2 separate regions of the Zea mays genome follow, and region 2 is linked to region 1. Evidence: chromatin contacts called from public Hi-C data. All regions are on one chromosome and are shown on one strand. Each heading gives the region's core, a stretch centred on a gene start, on an enhancer-like site or on the middle of the called end of the contact. The rest is flanking DNA. Distances are from core to core; before and after follow the strand shown.

Region 1 (3,603 bases), core at 541-3,040:
CTCCGCATGCCGCAAACAACATGCGGCAACTTGCTGGTTGGTGTTGGTGGTCAGGAAGAACAGAGAGGAAGCAAAGAACATGAGGTCAGTTCCAAGTTTCTAGTCTTCGGCCTTCGTGATTGTTGGCACCGATCCGGCCGCCAATCACCACGTCGAGAATCGGCGGCGATGTCCTATACAGGCGCGGACGGTCCGTGGTTACTGGTCAGGGATGGATGGTCCACAACCTGGCACAAGGCTCGGGTTTCCTGGCTGACGGGCCGGACGGTCCGCGCGTGCGCGGGGGCAGCGGAGTTCGTCGATGGCGCTTGAATCTCGCTCCCGAGAGGGACCCCATCGGGGAGGAGAGATCTTAGGTGTTGTCTACGGTCGACAAGCCGATCTAGACACCTCTAATCGACGTAGAGCCGAAGAGAAGCGGAAAATTTGGGGATTGAGAGATTAAACTAAAACTACTCCTAATGTCTAAGATAAAAACAAGAGATAAACTGATTATTGATTTGATTGATCATCATTAATCGACCGTATTTCTCTATGTTTATAGAGGAGGGGGTTGGACCCGTTACAAACAATCTCCCGAGTTAATTTCACGAATTTAGCTAACAACCGTAGCAAAAACTCGGAATCCTAATTGTCTCTGTGCGCGCGGACTGTCCGCCAGCGGACCGTCCGGTCCCTCGTTTTAGTGCTCAACCATGATCAATCTTTGTGCGTCTATTACTACATGGGATACTTTGAGAAACTTCTACGGAAAGTGAAGTGGCTGATGAAGATTTGGAAACGAAACCGTGGTTGACAATCGGAAGAATCTGTGCAGCGGGGTACACGTTGCTCTTCTGTGCTACGAGTCTATTCCTCGACTCTAACTGCTATTTCAACGCCTTGCAGGCTAGGAGTTGTATTGCGTGAACGAGTTAGTTTTCTGTGTGACGAAATATGTTGTGTTAGTTGTTACAGTACATTATTCTCAATTTGTGATCGTGAATTCAGCATATATATGGTGCAAATTCTGTCAAGAAACCGCAGTGGTTTAGGATAGTGGAAAGTCCCCCATCAAGAGGCTACGTGGTGAACGTCAAGTCGTCAATACGTCATTAACATAAAAAAGAACTGAAAAGAACTTTCAAGTTTATAAATTTGTTTCTTGCAAGACACAAGAGGTAAGGGAAACAAGCAATCCAGCAAGTTTTATTTTTTGAAGTTAAGTTACAATCCAGCAAGTATTGACATTCAGTTCCATAAAGAATATAACACCGTCAATTCCTTCACTCAACTGTTGACTGGAGCAAGCAGTGATGATCTAAAAAACTGAAGATTTCTTTGAGGAGCTGTGAAGCAAGTCAATGCTATTTTGTAGCTTATTGTTGTATCTTGTTCTTGCTAATTGCAAGGTAGATGGAGTGTTCAGTGAAAACAATATCAAGTGGATCAATACTTGTATTCACTTTGTTTCATATCCAATTTAACAATCTCAATCGCTATGAAATTTTGCTCTCCGCACTCTGTTTTATTGGCGCTGTGCTGATGGTGGGTGGGTGGTGCAGCCTACGGGAGCCACAGGACTGGAAAAAGAAATATGAAAAAAGTGGACCGAATTTGTTCTGTTGGGCTGCTCCATACGCTAAAGGAGAGGGCAGCAGATCACCGTTGGTTTGAAGATCGACGAGCGCACGGCAGCCTGCCGTAAGGCAGCGGATCTGGTTCCGTCTGGCTCGGCCCGTCAAGCCGGCTGCCGGTAGGAGCGGAGGAGACGGCGTCTCGCCGCTCGCTTCGTTTCCGCCTTCCCCCTCCCGCAAGTCGCCGCCGGCTCGCATTCGTGGTTCCGCGTGGGGGGTCCGTGGAAACGCGACAAGAGAGGCGGAAGCGATGGCGAAGTCGTGCAAGGGGTTGGCCATGGAGCTCGTCAAGTGTCTCAGCGAGACCGACTGCGTCAAGGTTGGTTGGCTCCGTTTTCCTTCCTTCTTCCTAATCCACCCACGCCGCAGGTTCCCGTTGCCTGTTTCAATCCGATTTAGGCGTAAGCGTAGTTAGCTGCGGCGGACATCACCCGCAAGCTAGTGCCGGGCGATGAGATCCAGTATGGGTGATACTGGCTATTTCTATTCTCATGATGCGGTTGTGTGCAGGTGCAGAAAAGGCCGTACAAGGAGTGCGCTGGGGAGAAGGTGCCAAACATTACCAGCGAGTGCGTTGGCCTGCGGGAGACCTACTTCAACTGCAAGAGGGGCCAGGTGTGTCCTGATCCTTGCAAATTACTTGTATTAGTTATTGCTAGCTTCCTGTTGATAGGTCATACTGCGAATCGGAGTGCCAGATGATATGTCGTGGACTTGAATGTATTACTGTTTCGTTGGAGACATTGATTCTCCATTTGTTTCGGTGTTCTCCCACATTTGAAGTAGTGCCTAGTGACTGTTCACCGTTAATTCTTGAATTCCCGTGGTATTATGCTTTATGGAGGTGCCAGTAATCAACATTCAGAGCCGAATAATTAGAAATTAGACATTCTTGGGCATGGCGCTAATACCCGTACCTCAGTCTAATAAGATGGTGTTCATGCTCATGTTATTATGTTCATGAGATTAGTTTGTGGAATGTTCAAGGACACTATACCATTCTGATCTTAGACCTGTAGACTATGGCTGATCCGATGCCTACACAGAATTGTGTGACAGGCGACGAGCTAGGTTTCCATCTATGCCTGAGTTGAATGTTAAAATTGTTAATAGATTAAAAGTTACTGTATCATGTCATTGTGTATGCAGTGAAAGATCTCTGTCGCAGTTGTTTGGTTAATTGTATTTTGTAAATGTGGAAAACATAAAAGTTATATTTCTGGAGTAGCTTTGCCAGTTTTATTTGTTTCAGTTATTTCACATCGTTGCTGTTTCTCAATGAATGTTGTTAGTTTCTTAGTTTTTATGGGTGTTACAGCTTAGAGTCTGAGGAACAGGACTTTGTTCAACAAATGAGGCTAAAAATTAATTTCAATCTAGCGAAAATAAATAGTGGCTGTACAATGATGTTGATCTTTCCCTTGGTGCACAATGATAGTGCGGTGGTTCGTCAGTGAGTGGTGGTAACAGCCACCTGCGTTTGAAATCCTAGCTTGCACAAAACAGATACCCATACCCTCACTGCTACACACACAAAAAGTGGCAGGGAGCTGGCCTGTGGTAACGTTGTTGTCCTACCAGCAGCAGCAGATAATGGCAGTGGTCACTGGCCTGGTTTATGGTGCGGCAGGCGAGGCCTGGGTTGTTTTAAAAAAACTTTTCCTTAATATTGATTCAATGACTTTGAAAAACTTAATCTTGGAATGTGGTCAGAATTATCATTTTTCTCCTGTCTGCCAAACTTCCAATTAATTGTTCCGATCATTGCTGTTAAAAGAGTATGGAGACATACACCTTTGATTTATCTCTTGTATTTGTTAAACAAAAAAATGCAATTTAATATGCTCATCTTTATGTACCCTTTTGAGTAGCACTAACCGGAAAGGCTGAAACACCTGGTAATCCTTATATGCAAGGTTAGAGACTTGTGTGCAACTCGTGTAAATTATGTAATAATGATAATTGATAATACTTCTGATAGTCAGTT
Region 2 (3,603 bases), core at 649-3,148, 320 kb after region 1:
CCAAACATGAAAAACAATTACACAAAAATGATTCTACGCATCGAGACGAGACCGTATGTTCGAGAACCACTCAAATCGGAGTTAAAACACACATAAAATATGAATTATACGAGTTTCTATTTATAATATTAATTATGTACCTAAAAATAACTTAGCAGGGGCTTATTTTATATTCTTTCTAACCGCATATGTATTGCGGACCAATTTTACATATAACCGACGATCCTCAGTGCAAGTATACCTGTACATGTGGGCCGGCCTGGCCCGACATGGCACAGGCCCACAAAAGCACGGCCCATAAAGGCACGGCCCACAAAAGCACATATCTAATTATGGGTCGTGCCGTGCCAGCACGTATGCCCAGTCATCGGCCCACGGCATGGCCCACAACTAGTTATGTGTGTGAGGCCAGTCCAAATAGCCCAAAATACCTAAATGTGTCAGACCGACCCATATACATACAACAATAATACATAAACAAAAAGTATAGAATATATATATGACCAAAATAAAACTAAGACGTTGTGGATGCACATTAAGGGTCTGTTTGGTTGGGCTGTGGCTGTGAAAAAAGTTGCTGTGGGCTGTGAGCTGTGGAAAAAGCTGTTGTAGGCTGTAAGCCGTTAAAAAGCTAAAAACTGTTTGGTGGAAACCACTAAAAGTCGTTAAAAGTTCTTCGATATATGTTTTCACAGTTTCATTCGAAAAGCCACTAAAATCAGGTTTAGGGGTGCTTTCATATTTGCACTGTGAGAAAGCCAGCTTTTAGAAAAAGCTACTTCCTGGATCTAACCCTTTGGTTGGCTTTCGGCTTTTAGGGGGCAAAAGCCAAAAGCCAAAAGTCAAACCAAACACACCCTAAAAACCTTTCTACATCTAGCTCAGAAATAATATTCAGTTCTCTGTTCAGTGTTTAATTAAGTCAGTGTTAAATTAAGTACTATACAGCCATACAGAATACATATACAATAATCATCATCACTATTCACTATCCTCATCTAGGTATTGGTGGTCTATTGAAGCTCTAGATTCTCCAAGTTGTGCTGGTCATATGAGTTTTGACGGACCTTAGTTAAATACCAAGTCTATATTTAGTGGGCCTCGATGTGCCTTAGTTAAATGGGCCGTGCCAGACCGGCCCATGGGCTTGACTTGAGGCCCAGGCACGACCCACATATTGGGTCGTGCCGGCCCAGGCCCACAATTAGGTTGGGCCGTGCCAGATCTGGGTCGTGCCAAAAATTGTGTGTTTTGGGCCGGCCTATTAGGCACAGCACAAATGTACACCTATAAGTGCAAGAACTCCCTCCCTGGACAGGAGTTCAAATCCCCGAGAGCTCAGGGTTCACTTTGTTAAATTTAGGACCTACCTGTGATGGTCTTTGAACACGTGCAGATTGCGAGCGGAGTACCAAACAAAGGGCTCTTTACAAAGTTTCCCCGGCCACATTAACCACGCACACCCCCTGTCCGATGGGTTCCCATCCAATGTCCCTGATTAATCCGCTCAAACCGGTACGCTCGTTCAAATATTTCTACAATTAAGCCTCTGTCGTCCATTGATGATATGGCATTCTGTAATTTTTTCAGTTCAAAAATATAATTTTAAACATTTTAAATGTAAAATGAAAAGGCTATCGCTAAGCCCGTATCTCTCTTTCGGCCGCCCAGACATGGCAAGCGGCCTGGCGCTCGCGAACAGAAGGCCCGCCAAGCCCAAGTGTGCAAAAGGCCGAAGATAAACTTTCCGTTCTCGTCCACGCGCCTTTCCTTTTGAGCGCCGCATCGCACCACCCCCGCGCTCACGTTTTGCTCGCTCTGCCTTCGCGTTCGCATTCGCTCTCGCCGTCACAAAAACCTCGCCGCCGGCATTCCCTAGTTCACCTTCCCCTCGCAATGCCCTCCTCCTGAACCCTAGCTCCGGCTCAGTACCATCCTCCACCCCTCTCTCCGTCGCGATGGACGAGGACTGGAGCACCGATCCCGCTCACCGCCGACGTCGCCTCCTCTTGCCGACGAGCTGTCAGACCCAGACCCAGAACCCGCCACAGACACAGCCCCCGCTCCCCATGGACCTCGCCTCCCAGTACAACCGACGCTTTGCACCGTCACTTTTCCTCCCACCGATGGCGCCCCGCCTGGCTTCCAGCTCCGGCTTCTCGGTCTTCAGCAACTACCAGAGCCCGCCGACGCTCGTGCCCACGGCGGCGGGCGCCGGATCGCATCTCGCTCGGTCGCTCCCGAAGCTGCCTCTTTTCTCCATGGACTCTCTAGGTCTTCTCCCGTACTCCACCAATCCTGCGGCGGGGGCGGCGGTCCCGCGTTCCCTGTCGTCGCCTGGCGGCTCCGAGCAGCAAGTGCCGTCCGCGTCCGGCCTGCCGCCGCGCGGGGCGGGGCACCGGAGGTCCCGTAGCGATTTCCTCGTCGGGTTCTCGCGCCCGAATCAGCTCTCCCTGCCGATGACTCCTGCAGCTGGGGAATACAGGTCGAGGGAAGCCTCCGTACTCGAGGAGCTATTCCGCTCGTACAGGGACCCGAATCTCAGCTCCTCCGGGGATAACAACAGTGAAAGGAACGATCACTTAGGCAGACAACTCACCGGCCAAGGCGCTTGGAGCCCCGGTGATAGCAGCGACAATGACGCTGAGAGCTGGGCGGCTAGTGGCAGCGCAGCCGCAGGCACCAGCGCTAGCCATAGCCATACTCGCCATTGCCGCAGCCTGTCGGTGGACAGCATCATGGGCAATCTCAACTTTGGAGGCCTGGGCCAGGTTTCTCTGAGACTGCCGCCTCCGTCTCCGGTGGCAGGCGCCGGCGGCAGCCTCTCGCGTGCTGGAAGTGGGGCATCGGGCGGTGCGGTTGCGACTGCCTCTTCTCAACCTGCCAACGGAGAGTTCAGCGAGTCTGAGATGAAAAAGATCATGGCCAATGATCGCCTTGCTGAGCTCGCTCTTGTTGATCCTAGGAGGGTCAAGAGGTTCGAATTTTCTGGAGCTCATCATGTGAGAGGATTCTCAGCCTCCATATTGGTTTGGTTTGCTGAAATCGTGTGTTTTTTTTCTGGTAAAATTTGCAGGATTCTAGCTAATCGGATCTCGGCAGCGAAGTCTAAGGAGCGCAAGGTGAAGTACATGGGTGAGCTTGAGCGCAAGGTTCGTGTGCTGCAGATGGAAACTAGTACGTTATCTTCAAAAGCAGCATCGTCGCAGGTTTGTTCTCTGAGGCTATGAATGTGCTGATCATTTCGGTGTACGTTGGCCCAAGTTTTGGCACTGCTTTACTGCCTTAATATCTATTCGCAGAGGGAATGCGAGGCACTTAGAATTCTGAACAATGAGATGAAGATCAGGCTGCAAGCAATGGAGCAGCAAGCACAGCTGAAAGATGGTACGTTTTACGAGGAGATTGGATGGAATAATTCTGAATGAGTTTCTTTACATGCTATTGCTTCAACGTAGACGGACCTGGCATCCATGCTATTGCTTTGTCTCTCTCACCGTTCTCTAATTGACTGTATAGTTCACTGACATGTCAGGGGAATTTCCATTGATCTATTACAAGTTCTTATGATTTATGTGTGCAATCTTGTTTTCTTAGCGTATT

The links. A called contact is a pair of places that touch in the nucleus more often than the background predicts.
Region 2: a Hi-C map of endosperm shows a contact between it and region 1, with 2.4 times the contacts expected there. The contact joins the promoter of LOC100502386 here to the promoter of LOC100277178 in region 1. A contact is called at or near these places in 2 of 25 Hi-C or Micro-C datasets (endosperm and tassel).

Annotation. Positions count from the first base shown.
Region 1 is chr2:199,905,054-199,908,656 of Zm-B73-REFERENCE-NAM-5.0, forward strand. It overlaps LOC100277178, which reads left to right and starts at 1,791. Exons shown (of 3, transcript NM_001328636.1): 1 at 1,791-1,935; 2 at 2,133-2,231. The coding sequence starts at 1,867.
Region 2 is chr2:200,226,531-200,230,133 of Zm-B73-REFERENCE-NAM-5.0, forward strand. LOC100502386 reads left to right here and starts at 1,899. Exons shown (of 4, transcript NM_001196864.1): 1 at 1,899-2,977; 2 at 3,077-3,209; 3 at 3,303-3,387. The coding sequence starts at 1,959.